Regions from separate parts of the Rattus norvegicus genome. Here region 2 is linked to region 1. The links are chromatin contacts, called in public Hi-C maps. All regions are on one chromosome and are shown on one strand. The core of a region is the stretch at or near the end of the contact, and the rest is flanking DNA. Distances in the headings are between cores, read along the strand shown.

Evidence for each region. A called contact is a pair of places that touch in the nucleus more often than the background predicts.
Region 2: a contact with region 1 is called in a Hi-C map of kidney, with 3 times the contacts expected there. The contact joins the promoter of Cyp24a1 here to the enhancer-like site in region 1. A contact is called at or near these places in 11 of 12 Hi-C or Micro-C datasets (the A7r5 cell line, Schwann cells, frontal cortex and 6 more).

Annotation. Positions count from the first base shown.
Region 1 is chr3:179,667,590-179,675,002 of GRCr8, forward strand. No RefSeq gene overlaps it. Among named protein-coding and RNA genes, the nearest start is that of Bcas1, 34 kb to the left of the region's middle. Within about 2 kb of position 4,857, at least 1 of the 93 cell types and tissues checked has an H3K27ac peak or open chromatin away from gene starts, as enhancers often do. A contact at or near this core is called in kidney, where this site is marked.
Region 2 is chr3:179,706,220-179,713,632 of GRCr8, forward strand. Cyp24a1 (cytochrome P450, family 24, subfamily a, polypeptide 1) reads right to left here and starts at 2,864. Exons shown (of 12, transcript NM_201635.3): 1 at 2,262-2,864; 2 at 1,913-2,103; 3 at 1,065-1,158. The coding sequence starts at 2,519.

The sequences.
Region 1 (7,413 bases), core at 3,607-6,106:
CCTTTTATAGTGAGTCAGGCACGCCTGGCTGTTGCCAGGCAACCGTGGGGTGGAACCAACAGTCCACATTGCTGCAGCTTCAGAGACACTGAACTGTAAAGGGGAACCCTCCCATCCTCAGGACACACAAGGACACAGGAGACACCTAGAGCTCAGCCTCCCGCTTTTTTCTCTTGTGTTTAACTCATCGCGTGGTCTCAGATGCGCTCACTAAATTCTGTTCTCCCCCAAGGCAGTTTCTTCTCGTTGAGTGGTAGCAAAACCCCATCACAATCCTCAGGGGCTGCGAAGCTGATGAGAGGGACGTCCCCCTGAGCCAGATGTGTCCTACTGTGGCAAATGGGGCCGCAGTCTCACAGGGTGGTCTGCATCTTTGGGTGCAGTCGAAAGAAGAGCGGGTAAACAGATATCATTGAATGATCTAGGAGTGACTTCTGAAAGCACTTGACCTTTGACCTGCGGCAACAGCCTGTGCTCCCTGAGCAGGCGCACGGCCCAGACTCAGCTAACACTTATCAGTCATGGGTGTTGCCTCCTTGAGGAGCAGGGGGCATCCCCGGTTGGGGTCATTGAGGTTTGGGGACAGTTGTTCCTCCAGGTCACTGTGGTCACCGACTGTGGAGAGTGACCCCGCCTGTGATTAGTTTAGACTGATAGTGTTACAAAGTTCCCCTCTCAGCGCTTGTTTGCTGTGGGGGCGATGCCAGGTGTCAGTTGGGGCACTGAGGTCAAAGCCAGGTGGAGAGTCCAGGAACGCCCTCCAGGTAGCGGGTCACCAGGTACATGACAAACCCGCTTATTGAGGTCCAGGTGTGCGTGCCAGAGATGGCGTCAGGGGTGTCGATGCCAGGGGAGGAAGGCGAGGCATGGGGGTTCTGCAGCACACCCCAGGGCTTACCCCAGGGCACACCCATGACAGAGGGACAAAAATAGCAGAACTCTTTTTGTGTTTTGAGACAGAGTTTCACGTAGCCTGTGCTGACCTCAAAATTTCTGCTTAATGTAGGATGACTTTGAACTTCTAATCCTTCTGTCTTTACCTCCCGGGTGCCGGGGTAGCAGGTATAGCCCACTCATGGCCAGTTTAATCTGGTGCAGAGGAGGGAACCTAGGCCTTTATGCATGTTAATAACACACTCTGAGCTATACCATGGATACCAAGACCTAAGCTCTCATAGAATACTAATGCAGACAGCAAATGCCGTGACCGTGGTGCAGAGTTACCTGGTGAGCTTTTACAGAGGCATCGTGTGCCCATGACCTTCGAGAGTCCCCCAGTGACCTGGCAGGGTACTCACAGACACACACGAGGGACACAGGCAGGAGTATATAGGACATGACAATTTGATCTAGAAAAGGCAGACATCACCTGAACATCCAGCAAGAAGATAACGGTTAAACAGCAGGGATAAGTCACTCAGCTGATATTACGTTCAAATTAAAAAGTTAAAATCAACTGAAGCTCGGTGACATATGAGCGGGGTGACGTTGTCAAAATGAGATGCCGAATTAAAAACCAAACTGCAGGGGTTGGGGATTTAGCTCAGTGGTAGAGGCCCTGAGTTCGGTCCCCAGCTCTGAAAAAAAGAAAGGAAAACAAAAACAAAAACAAAAACAAAAAAAACCAAAAAACCAAACCGCAGGAAGACATGTTGAATGAAGCTCACAGACAATGCCAGGTCCCGGTCATATTCTGAGCTCATTGATTTGACGCAGTATCATCTAAGGCTGAGCACCACGGTCTGGCGTCAGGGTGGGTGTAGCCTCGGAGAGGGAGGTGAGGGCAAGGGCTTGTTCACGGGAAGCCAGGGTCCGCAAACACATCTGGAGTATTTTGTTTCTCACTGAAGTGCTGAACTGTGAAAGTCTGAATAAGTCAGATGGATGACCACTGCTTTTCCGGACGCTGGAAACATTTCTTATCTGTAAAATGACCTGTGTTATAGTCAGGTGTGGAGGTGCACAGCTTCAATCCCAGCACTTGGGAGGTAGGGGCAGTTCGATCTCTGTGAGTTCAAGGCCAACCTAGTCCATAAAGTGAGTTCCTAGATAGCCAAGGCTACACAGAGAAACCGTCTTCAACCCGTGTGCTCCCCACCTCCCAACCCATCCCACCTCAAAAGAAAGAAAGAAAAAATCCTGTTTTGTGATTTGCTTTTTGTCTTTGTGTGTGTTTGTGTGTGTGTGTGTGTGTGTGTGTGTGTGTGTGCGCGCGCGCGTCCCCTTTAATTTATACTTTATGTGTGTATGTGCACATGTGTGAGCAGGCACAGAAGAGGATGTCCCCTCTGTCATCCTCCACTGGTTCCTTTGGGACAGGGACTGAGTAATCCTCTTGTCTCTGCTCCCCCAGACCTGAGATTCCGGGTGTGCGTGAGACCCCAAGCTTGTTACTGAACTCTGGTCTTTGTGGTTGCCTAATGGCGCTCTTACCCTGTGGGCCTCTGGACCTTTGTTTTCTTTGGCTTGCTTTTGAGACAGGGTCTATCTGTGCACCTCAGACAGGCCTTGGACAGGCAGGAATCCTCCTGCTTCTGTCTCCTGAGTGCTGGAATTAAAGGCACGCACCCCACCTCCTGAGTTTTTCTTGACCTTTTGTACCTTCTGGAGCATTCTGGGGGGCAGTTCTAAACTTCCTTTCCTTTCGAAAAATGTTTTGGTTTCACAGAATCCGGATCGCAGAACTGAGACTTCATTTCTAGGTTTAGAAGTGAGGGTTGCCACACAGGCCGGGTGGCATTTGGTATCTCATCAGCCCCCAGGTGGCCCCGTGCCTTTGAGAACCCACATTTCAGAGGCCAAAGGAGCATCTGGGAGCAGAACTCAGAGATGGAGTCCGTGGCATCTCCTGCGGCCAATCACCTGCCACTCATCTGCTCCCTGCAGCCCTCATCAATGAATCAGCAGCCCGTTCTAGCTTAGAGGAAGTGAAGTGTGTACAGAGGTCCCTGACCTACTGAGAGAGGTCAGGGAGTGACTTCCCAGTTAAAGTGTGACTTCAGCAGAGGAGGACACAGGGCACCGAGTTCGAAGCGTAGTGTCAACAGGAGCGAATCCCAGGTGATGACTCAGCAGGTGTGTAAGTCATCCCGGGGCGGTCCCCTTGGGGAGAGCATTGCCGGCTCTTCAGGGTCAGCATGTTGTGAAATGCCACGCACGGGACTTAGCAGGCAAAGACTCATGGAAGGTGGACAGTTTGGGGGTCCTTTATATCACAGCCATTGGGAGGACGCCGGGAGGGATAGAGAGCGATTATTCTCCCTGATGGAACCGTGGCAGTTAACTCATTCCGCCTCACTAGTTCATGTAACATTTTACTGTTGTGACGATGCCTACCGGAGAATTCAGGCTCTTGACAGATTTCCCTGTGTGTCTCCAAAAAGGGATTCCCTATGTAACCCAGGCTGGCCTGGAGCTCTTTCTCCCTCTACCCAAGAGCTGAGGCTTCAGACATGCACCACCAGTGCATGAGCACCGTCACTGCCTACACGTGCAGTGCACAGAGGGCAGACGTTATTAAGCCTGCTTCTCCCTGGCGAGCCCACTGAGATGCACTAGCCTGGCCCCACACCTCAGAGATAGATATACTCCACGAGCGTTTATGTAGGAGCCCATAAGTTACATTTTAAGACATGTAAGGGTGTGTGTGTGTGTGTGTGTGTGTGTGTGTGTGTGTGTGTGTGTGTGTCTATGCTCACCCGATGCCTCAGACTCACAAAGCTCTGCTGGTATCGCTTCCCACGTGCTGGGCTGAAAGTTGCGCGCCACCATGCCTGGCCTAATCCGGATTTTAAAACATCTGCTACAACTTTGTAGAGAAATCAGCGGAGCGGGAAAGAATCGGGGAGATCAGTATCCGGGATGTTTCAGAGATTTGTGACTGTTGCAGTCCCCAGTGTCTCCCTGGGCCCCGGAAGTGTCGCTCGGTGTTTGTGGAGTGGAGTGGTTGGATGGGAGAATGTAAAAATACATCCCTTCAGAGGTTTTTGTGGTCAGGGGCAGACACATCTTTCATGGATGACAGATTTCCCAGGTTAACTAACTCAGGAAGGTCTGTATCCCTCTGAATTCCTCTCCTCTCTTTCCTGACTGGGCTAGCCCTCAGTGGATGTGTGCGCCATTTAGAAACCGGAAGTGAAAGAGCCCCCCAGAGGCCAGCAGTGGCAAGGCTCTTACAGCTCACCCGGACTGTGGATGGGTCTATGGGCTTCTTTCCTTGGTGTGAGACGGTGACTCTGCCACAGCCCCTGTAGTTCCTGTGCATCAGCGCCTTTTGGTGTTCAAACCCTAGCCTGTACATATAGCTGTTTAACTTCATGGAGGTGGGTCCGTCTCTCAGGTGGGTCACACGCACCACTGAGAGACGGCGAGGAGACGTGCAGTTTCTGGCACCACGTGGGGCTTTGGGGTTGTTCCCCATCTCTCCCACTTCCTGCCCATCCTGCTGACTTCACGAATCAGCCGTGAGAAGAACATGCATCTCACTCTAGAATGTTGGCGCGCGCACCACCAAGAGTGATGCTCTTCCCCTGCTCTGCTTCCCCAAACACACCTGCAGCATAGACACCAAACGTACGGACCTACTAACCCTGTGATTTCTTGCGTTTTTCTATTCTTCATGTTTTAGGAAAATATTAAAATAGTAAGGAAAGATAACTCTCAACATCTTGACTGCCTCGTTACCCATGATTCTCAGTAGTCATCTGGAAGAATGTTCTAGCTGGTGGGTGTCTCTCCCTCCCTCCCCTGGCATCTCAAAGCTGTTTGTGCTGTTTGCTTGCCCAGGAAGGATGCAAGACAGTGTCTCAGGTCTGGTTTTGCAATATGTGAACCCAGTGACTCCTGGATGAACCAAAGGTACTGTGGTTCAGCAGGCGATAGCTGACAGGTCCACCCCCTGCAGCGCTCTGTTTGGGAGTTGCCGTCTTTAGCAGCCTTCCTGAGACTAAAGTTCAGTCCTAGTTTGAGGTTAGGTATTAAAGATCCTAATTATCTTGGGTGAATGAAAAAAAAAGTGAATGGAGTTTCAGAGTCAAGCGGGAACTTGTGGGTCAGATTTCATACTAGAAACGTAGGACCCACGGACAGATGAACTGTGGGGTACCTGGGGGCTTGCAGGGCTCAGGCCCGCTCCATGACAGTTAAAATTCTGCCCCACCCACTCTTGGATCTGGTCCTTTCACGCTCAAGGCAAGGGTTTTACCGCTGATCTCCAGAGCCAGCCAGGGACCGTACAGAATCAGTTGGCAGTGGAGGTCCCGCGTAGTGTTTTGCATCCCTAGGCAGCCCTCTACTATGGAAGGGCATCTCAGCCCTGCTTTTCATTCTGCTCCAAGAATGGGTCTCAAAGTTGCTCAGTCTGACCTTGAGCTCAGGCAGTTCTTGACTTTGCAGTCTGCCTCCCCAACTGGCTTTACTCTCTCCGGTTGTTGGGATTACCTGTTTAGAAACGAGAGTCCAGACCAGAAAATCTAGCACTCCGCAGAAATGCTTAAGCCCACAAAAGCTCAGCTGAGCACTGATCTCCTTATCTTCCCTAGTTATGGCGAGCCCGAGGAGATGACCACTCAGACAAGGCTTACAGACACCTGAAAGTCTTATTCCAGCCAGCTGGGACTACACTCAGGTATTTGGGACCCAAGTGTAGCACTGAGTGTTTACAGTAAGGGTTTTTTTCCCCAACATTTTTTCTTTTATTGGATGTTTTTTATTCACAGTTCAAATGTTATCCCTTTTCCCAGTTTCCCCTCCAGAAACCTGCTATCTCCCCCTGCTTCTATGAGAGTGCTCCCCCCACTCCCTCCCACCTCTCTGCCCTGACATTCCCCTACACTGGGGCATCGAACTTTGACAGGACCAAGGGCCTCTCCTCCCATGATGCCCGACAAGGCCCTCCTCTGCTACATATGAGGCTGGAACCCTAGGTCCATCCCTGTGTACTCTTGGGATGGCCTTAGTCCCTGGGAGCTCTGTGTGTGTGTGTGTGTGTGTGTGTGTGTGTGTGTGTGTGTGTGTGTGTGTGTTTTAAAAGCAAAAATCATAGCCTGATTTCTCACTCCACAGCTGTAAGGGGAGGTTTCGCACGAGCAAGTGATTTAACAGGAGTTAAGAGCCTGAGGCATCTGACCTCAGGTTCCTAGAATAGAGCTGAGTATTTTTCTGTAATTTTCCATGGGATTTTCTATCAAGACCAAAATCCAGTCAAACCTAAAATAGTCTCTTCAAGAATACAAGATTTAGGAACTCCTGCACTGTCTCACTCTGTTATACAGTAACGTCTTCTCAGACTGGGGGTGGGGCGGGGGCGAGGGCTTCTTCCTTCGAGAGTTTCAGGGTCTACAGATGTGCAGTGATTGTTCTCAACTTTATTTTTTGTTTTCGATATTCTTCATTTCTGAGGTAAATAAGACGGGGAGCATAGCAGAAAACAAACAACACACACATATACACACATACACACACACACCACACATACACACCACACACATACACACACATACACACACACCACACATACACACATACACACACACATACACACACATATATACACATGCACACACATACCATACACATACACACACATACACACACCACACATACATACACACACATACACACACACCACACATACACATCACACATACACACACACACCACACATACACACCACACACATACACACACATACACACACATATACACACATACACATGTACACACATACACACACCACACACATACATACATACACACATACATATACACACACATACACACACGGCCTTTGGCATTTGCAGGCATCTCCGGTGTGTAGAGGGTTTGGTAAGGGAGTTGGAGGACATGGACCAGGGGAGGACATGGGAATATGAAACTGAGCGTGGCTAAAGGAAGCTTTTGTCAGGCGGCAGTGAGCAGGAAGCCAGCTCACACCTACACACACAGGTATGGCTTCCAAGACAAAAGGTAAACCTTAACACAGAAGGTGAAACTCCTGAGGCCTGAGAATTTGAAGAATTTGGAAGTGTAACACACATCATGTGAAACAGGCAAAGGATTTCTGAGGTCTGTGTCAGCAACTCCTGTTGAGGAATCTTCTAGAACCTTGCTCAGTCCCAAAACAGGGCACACATTTCCCTCTCTTCCCTTCCTTCCTCCCCTCCTGGTCTCCTCTCCCCTCCCTGCCATGTGGTTACTGAGCCAGCCCCTGGCATGCGGTCTTCACCCTGCTTCAGACCTTGAATAGAGATAATGTTCCACTCTGTCCCTTCCTGTCATTCACCAGCTTGTGCTTCCTCAGCCAGGAATTCAGGGGCTGGGAGAGCCAGAGAACATGTTAAACTCTCATGCCAGCACTGTTTTTTAATTATTATTAAAGAATTTTCTTTTTATAGTAAACTAGAGGGAGGATGT
Region 2 (7,413 bases), core at 1,614-4,113, 37 kb after region 1:
TCATGTCTCAAAGAAAAAGTAAAAGCTAGCGATTTCAGATACAGTGTGGATTATTAACATTAACCCCATTGCTACTGAAAGGTGACCCTGAGTGTGTGCCCAGCATGACAGAGCATGCTAGCTGCTCTGGAGCGGCTGTCCCCTGCTTGTCTAACTATGCTGCTTGCTAAACGCTCTACCTGGGGCTTGCATTACTGTTATATTAATCGCCCGGGTTTCTATATCCTGTAGGAGCCCATCTGGGTCCAAGTCGATTCAAAATAAAGTCCAATGTGAACAACAATATAAAGAGATTACTGTAAGGCTTAATCCTGTCCCCTGTTGTGGGAATGACATTGTTAAAGTCCTTTGGCGAAGTATAAAGTCAATCTTTTTGTCTCCGCCCCCCAGCTGAGGACTGAACCCAGGGCCTTGCAAGCGCTCTACCACTGAGCTAAATCCCCAAGCCCATAAAGTCATTCTTAAGGGTAAGGTCTGCCCATTGTCCGGAATCTTTTCAGATTCATTCATTAGTATGGAATCCAAAATCTCTGGATGCATCCTGACGTTTCGTTTCTCTCCGTTTTCAGAAGACCGTTCTCTACAGGAACCGCCCCTCCCTCGGCTCCTCCTCCCACCCCTCCCACCCAGATTCTTTGCCTCTGTTCTCCTATCCCGACTGCAACCCCCCAAGCCCCCTCCCCCTCAAATATTGCCGCCCAGGTCCTTTAGAAGCATCATCTCATTAGTATTGTAGACTAAGGGGTCTAAAGCCTGGGAGACCGTCTTGGAAAAGGTAAATAACACCGCTGGATCTCACTGGTAGCTGGTGCGAGGCTATGGAACCGCCAGTGCAACCTGTAACTGTTCCCTCCGGGGGAACTTTAGAAGGGTTTGGAGCAGATGAGTTTGGGAGAAAAGGAAGGAATGACGGACGGAGAGACACAGCAACCGCTTGAAACCCCCACGATCCACAATTCTTCTCCCTTTGTACTTTAGAGCTGTGACCTAAAGTCCCACCCCCCGCCCCGTTAACAGCTCTCCGTCGCAGAGAGCCCCAGAAAAGCTGGCCCCAGTGCGCAAACCTCATTGATTTTCTTGTCCAGCTTCATGATCTCCACGGGCTTCATGAGTTTCTTCTGGAAGGCGCTGCGGACCCTTTGCCACTCCTGTCCTTCCCTGCAGAGAAGGGCTGTGCTTAGAGCCTCGCAAAAGAAGCTGCGCAAAAAAACGAACCCCGAAGATCGCCTAGAAAGGTCTCAGGAATCTTAGCTCTCAACGAATTCTCACGGATCTCAGCCATCACTGACCGGAGAGAGGCTCACAGTGTCTCTCTGTGAGCTGATTGATGGCTTATGGCGGTTAATGGAAGGGGTAGTCAATTTTCACCAGTAGTGTAGGCTCCCAAGTTGCCTGTGCTCTAAATAGCCCCCACCCGAGGTCATGACAGCAACTTCAGAGAGTCAGAAACACAAATAAAAACGACATGATAATAGGAGAGTTATTGGGATGAGGGAGAATCTCAGTGGGAGTGGGAGGGGGAATCAGAGAGGGCATGGGGTGATGAAAGCGACCGGAAATACATTATAAACGCGTATGAAGTTGTCAAACAACGTTAAGATATTTGGTTTGACGTTAGGGTTAAATCTTGCCCAGGATGGCACCCAGAAGGTGAAGCCCAAATAAAAGGGGCTTGGTGCTTTTGATGTGTCCTGTTGGGGGAGGCGGGCATGCGTGCAATCCCTTCACTGGATGGCTTGTGAGAGGAACCCACTCTCTACAGCACAATTTCAGGATTGTGCAGGCTCTAGGTAGAGCAGGGGTTTTGTGTTCGTTCTGCATAAGAAAACTCCTAGGAACTCTAACCACTCCCCTCTCCTATTGTCCCGCACGCCCAGCCCCCCACCGCCTCCACCCAGCAGAAGGGACTCACAGGATCATCAACCCGTAGGCTTCGTTCCTGTGGTCGCGATAGGCTTTCCAAGGTTTGATCTCCAGTCGCTGGGGATGCGCGCTCTCTGTGCGGTACAGAGCTTCCAGCAGGCTCGGCGAGCCCAGATGCACGGAGTCGAAGGAGCCCAGCTTCATCCGGAAAATCTGGCCATACTTCTTGTGGTACTCTGCCTGCAGCGGGGCGGGCCAAATGCCATCAGCGCGCATCCTCTGGTGCCCAGGGCGCTCTGCCTTGCGCTGCTGACGGATCACCTAAGCTCGCCCTGCCGCCCCGATGGGAAGGAATAGGGAACAGGGGACAATACGGGAATAGGAAACAAACTATTTACCAGCGTGTCGTGCTGTTTCTTCAGGCCACCTTTCCAAAAAATCTCCAGTAGACTCCCTAGCAGTGGCCAGTTGGTGGGCCCAGGCAAGGAGGTGACGTTTCGAGTCTCACCGTCTGTCATCAGCGGGCAGAGGGGCACCTCTTTTGGAGCGCGGGAAGCGCTCGCCTTGGATGTCACCGACCTTGGGGGCTGTCCCAGGTCGCGCAGTCGGCGCAGAAAAGCGATCAGGGTGCGCCGTTTGTCAATGGGGCAGCTCATAGTAGCAGGCGACCCGTGGGACTCAGCAGGGGCTGGAACGGGTAAGGTGTTTAGGAAGAGTTGCTGGGTTCTGAAGTTTTGGCGGTTTGGGGAAGAAAGGCAATCAGAACCCCCGGGTGTGGCGAAATGGGGTACAACAGGAGGGACTTCGAAGAAGCAGATGCCCGGGATGCTGCAAGGTGCTTAGGGCGCTGGTTTCTGCCCTGAGCTGGCCACAGGGGCTGGGGAAGAGAGGCCGGGGTTGGCAGCTATGGGGAGAGTCTGCAAATTAGACTTCTAAGGCCTAAAGCCACGGGGGAATCAAGGAGGGTCGAAGGGATGCCGCCAGGTTTGATGTACCTCGTTGTACCTCCCCAAGATTCCAGGCATAGGGACCTCGTATTTATGGAAGCAGGGCATGCTGGAGTGGCCAATGAGCACGCTGAGCAGGGCGGAGGGGGACCGGCTGGGAGGGACGCGGGGGGCGGGTGTGGGAAGAGGATGGAGTCAGCGAGGTGAGTGAGGGCGCCGGGGCCTCGGTGACCGACACGCTGCTGGCCCGGCAGACGCACCGGTGGACTCCACCCCGGAGATAACCTGAGAAAGGCGGGTCGAGCCCAGGGTTCAGCGGGTGCGCTGCGAGCACGCCTCCTCGCCCTCCTCCTGCAGGCTGCAGCTGGCCTTGCAGGAGCCCAAAGCTGCGCTTGCACAATCGCCATGCAGGGCGGGCAAGGTCCCTGAGGACAGCGCGGAAGGCCGCCCGCGCTTGCCAAGCAAGTGGAGAGTGTCCGCCTTCCAATATCCTGGGAGACAGGTTTTCGCAGCCTGAGCCAGACTTCCCTTGGATGAAAGTTGCCTTTTTGAGCTTCTGAAGGAAGAGAGGACTTGAAACTTACTAGGCTATACCAAAAAGAGGGGAGGGGGAGAGGAAATAATCTTCTTACCTTGGGTCTTAAATTAGGCAAGAAAGCCCAATGCGGTTTGCAGAATTTCCTTACCAGATTCCTCGATGCTTCGGGTTGACTTGTTAGGGAATCGAATAAATGAACGCATGTAAGGTCTACACAGGTGTGTGTCCTCAATAAAGGATACTAGTGGCCTTAGTTCTTCAGGAGACTGTGCAATGCCTACAGGGCATAGCTCAGTTTCCTTTAGACTGTTTCCCACAGGTCCCTCGGGCCTTTCCTTCTTGCGCACCGCCCACCCTGCACAGAGCAGAGGCACGCACAGCTTCCCAAGCGCCCCACTTTCTCCCTAAAGCCCACCTAAAGCAGGCAGGGTTATCCACAGTCGCACTCCTGCTTTTGCGGCCGGATAGAACAGAGCTCGCTTTCCCAATTCTGGAAAGGAAATTGGTCTCGGCTGACTCAAAGTGATTCATATTGTTTCCCGCTTTTCCAATGCAAAGCCACCAGCACCTTGGCAGGAGGCAGAGTCTTCCTCCCCTGCTTTCCAGTCACCTGACCTGAGGTTACCGTGACCCAAGCAATAGCAAAGTCTTCCGTAAACATCTGTCAGCTTCTGGAGAAGCTTCTGCAATCCGATTTGTGATTGTGCTCCAACGCTGTCACTTCAAATATCCCCTAAGAGGTCGGCGCTAATTAAAAAAAACAAAAAACAAAAAATACAAGAGCTGCACATAAGCAATAATATTTAGCTGAAATCCATCAGATCTTTTACAATATGCACTGCAGTGTGTACGGCACACACACTGTAAGCTTACACAGTCTTTTGTGTGTCTGTGGAGCATACATTTTATTCTCTATGTAATACAGTGTAGGCCTTATAGCTGCATGAGGGTACCACATGCTATGCTTCTGAGAGCCTGTGATAAACCAGGAATTTCACGCCAATGCTTCTTATTTATTAATAATTTATTTATGTGTTTACATCCCGAGTGCTGCCGCCTCCCCGCGTGCCCTCACAGGGTTCCTCCTACCATTTCCCCTTCCCTTCTGAGAGGGTGCCCCCCCCCCCCCCCCCGCCATATCCCCTCACCCTGGTGTATTAAGTCTCTGTAGGATCAGGCACATCCTCTCCCACTGAAGCCAGACAAAGCAGCTCTCTGTTGTATATGCGTGGGGGCAGGGCGGGGCAAATTTCACCTCAGCTCAACGTCAAAAACATGTGAAAGACCCCCCCACCCCGCGCCACACACATACTTAAGGAATTAAACGCTTAGTCCATTGTCGCAAACATTAGTGGTCCCAATGGCATTTGCAACCCCCCCACCCCCCAGTTTCTGACCCAGCCTGACTCTTTAGCATAGACATCCATAGACTATCGCTCTCTTGAGACGGAGAGAGCCCCATAGACCAGGCTAGCTCAAACCCCTCATCCTCCCTGTTTCCACCTCTAGAGTGCTGGATGACGGTTTATGTCACGTCTAACATCGCCTGGTCCGTCATATCGCTTTTTCTTAAACATGAAGATGTAAGAATACTAGAAATATTCCTTCCATGACGATGTGCCCAGAGGAGGGTGGGATCAGCGGGTGGGGTGGTGTGGTGCTGCTGAGGGTGGTGGGAAAACTGCGCCCCCTAGAGGGAGGATTTATGTCCTCATCTCTTCTCACTTGTGCCTGCATGCTGTGAAGCCTGGTGTGTGACAACCGTCTTGTTACTTCAGCCATGGGGTTACTACTTCTTTTCCTTTTTCTTTTTTGTTTTGTGTGATCAAGAAGGAGGCAGGTTTCAGATGAAGTGGATTTTCCTGGGAGTTTAGCGTTAAACGTTTTTTTGTTTGCTTTGTTTTTGAGACAGGGTCTCACCATGTAGCCCTGGCTGTCCTGGAACTTGCTATGTTGGCCAGGTTGGTCTTGAACTCTCAAAGACCTGCCTGCCTCTGCCTCCTGAGTGCTGGGATTAAACTCATGTGCCACACGGAATGCTAGCACTAGATCTCATCGTGTATGACAAATGGATAATCAGAAGTACGGATGTTATTAGCTAAGGTATACATAGAAGTAAATAAGAAAACTCCCATTTCATCTAAGTCCATGTCTTGCGTTCACTGGAGAGAGTCCCAAGTCTCATCATGAAGTTTATTGGAAGTCCATTGGGTAGAACATTCATCAGTCCTAGAAGAGTTCAGAACACCAAAATGACTATGTTGAGCATACTTGGAACGTAACCTTCTTGCCTTGGCCTGGTGCCCCCCTCCTTCCATAGCCTCTGTGAGCATCCAAGGAAGCTTTAGGAATTCCTAATGAAAGGTCTGGACATGGCTCCTAAGTGCCAATCCCACTCCCAAGACCAGCCCAGGCCACCTCTGCTGTTCTGGGAAATCCTACCCAACTCCTGCAAAGATTAATTAGACCCTAGCCTTTCTACTATGCAACCACACACGACTCTCTCTCTCTCTCTCTCTCTCTCTCTCTCTCTCTCTCTCTCTCTCTCTCTTTCTCTCTCTCTCTCTCTCTCTCTCTGTGTGTGTGTGTGTGTGTGTGTAGAATGGAACCTGTTGGAGGGCAAGTGCTTGATTTTGATCTTCTGTACTGGGAAACACAAAGCCCTTTCAAATATATGGACTGCTAATATAATTTTGAGCCTCAAACCTTGGCTGACCTAGGGTGAGAGCCGCTTTTCGATTGTGGGAAATCGGAGGGCTGACTTTTCATTTCTTGAGCAGAAGGTGGTGGAACCAACCTCACAGCCACACTCAACACATCACGGAAATGGGGAGAGTACCAACACAGGCTCCTGGGAGGACGCCGCAGAACGTCTGTAGCAGAGTGAGATGCGAGAGAACTTACCTTGCAGCGCTCATGCATTGCACGCATGAGCAATGAAGCTACCCAGAAGGCAGGTGTTTTTCTTTTCTTTCCTTTTTTTCTTTTCTTTTCTTTTCTTTTTTTTCCAGAGCTGGGGACCGAACCCAGAGCCTTGCACTTGCTAGGCAAGCGCTCTACCACTGAGCTAAATCCCCAACCCCAAGGCGGGTGTTTCAGTCAGGATCTCCGTGCTCAACTAAATAGGTGCGGTTTGTGAGTCTGTGGTGCTAACCAAGAGCCCTGTGATCACCAGAGAACCACCCTCCCGTGGAATCCCTAGAGACTTATTTTGAGACAGGGTCTCACCGAGTTGCTTAGGCTGGGCTCAGCCTTGCAACCCTCAACCTTGCCCGGGCCTTGCAAAGAGCTGAAGTCATAGAGTTTGATTCAGTAAACTCTACAGTGAATTAAAACAAAGAAAACCAGTAAAAAAAAAAGGCCCCCTCTCACACAGCCCCTCTTCCCATCCCCTCTCCCCTAAAGCCATAATCTTCATGGCTTCTTCCCCTCAGTGTTTCCTCCCAATTACTTAAATCTCCTTGAAATTGTAAGCGACTATCTTTCCCAGACCACACGATGCATACTGATTATGTTGAAAAGCGCCCAGTGAGCAAATAATAGGCAATTGATTATTGATTCTTTCCTCCTTCCCCAGCAAAACCCAGAGAGTTTAGTAACAACGCATCTTTTGTTTTCTGAGGAAGTTATTGGTAAAGCCTGCAGACGCTCTTCTGGGCGCCTCTGGGTTGAAACAGTGTCTCCACTCTTTACTGGCTGTGTGGGCTTGGGAAGATGGTTTCTCTGAGTCCAGTTTCCTCATTCACGACACTGGAGGTCACTATACACTCCTCCCTACATGGGCTGAAGCAAAGGGCCCAGGTGAAAACACTTGCTTTCTGGTTTCTGAGCAGAACTAGGCCATGTTGACCAGTCACTGTTTTATTCCAAGTGTGGATAAAGGTATCTGAAAACTTCCAACGCAGTCACACGGGATGGGGGCAGGGGCTTTTGAACAGGTTCCTGGTCAAAAGAACTATTCTGTTTTAAATCAGGAATAACAGGCTGTGAACAAGTCGGTGTTTTAAAGATTTATTTTATGTGTGTATGTACATATGTGCCTGTGTGTGTGTGCATTTTTGTGTG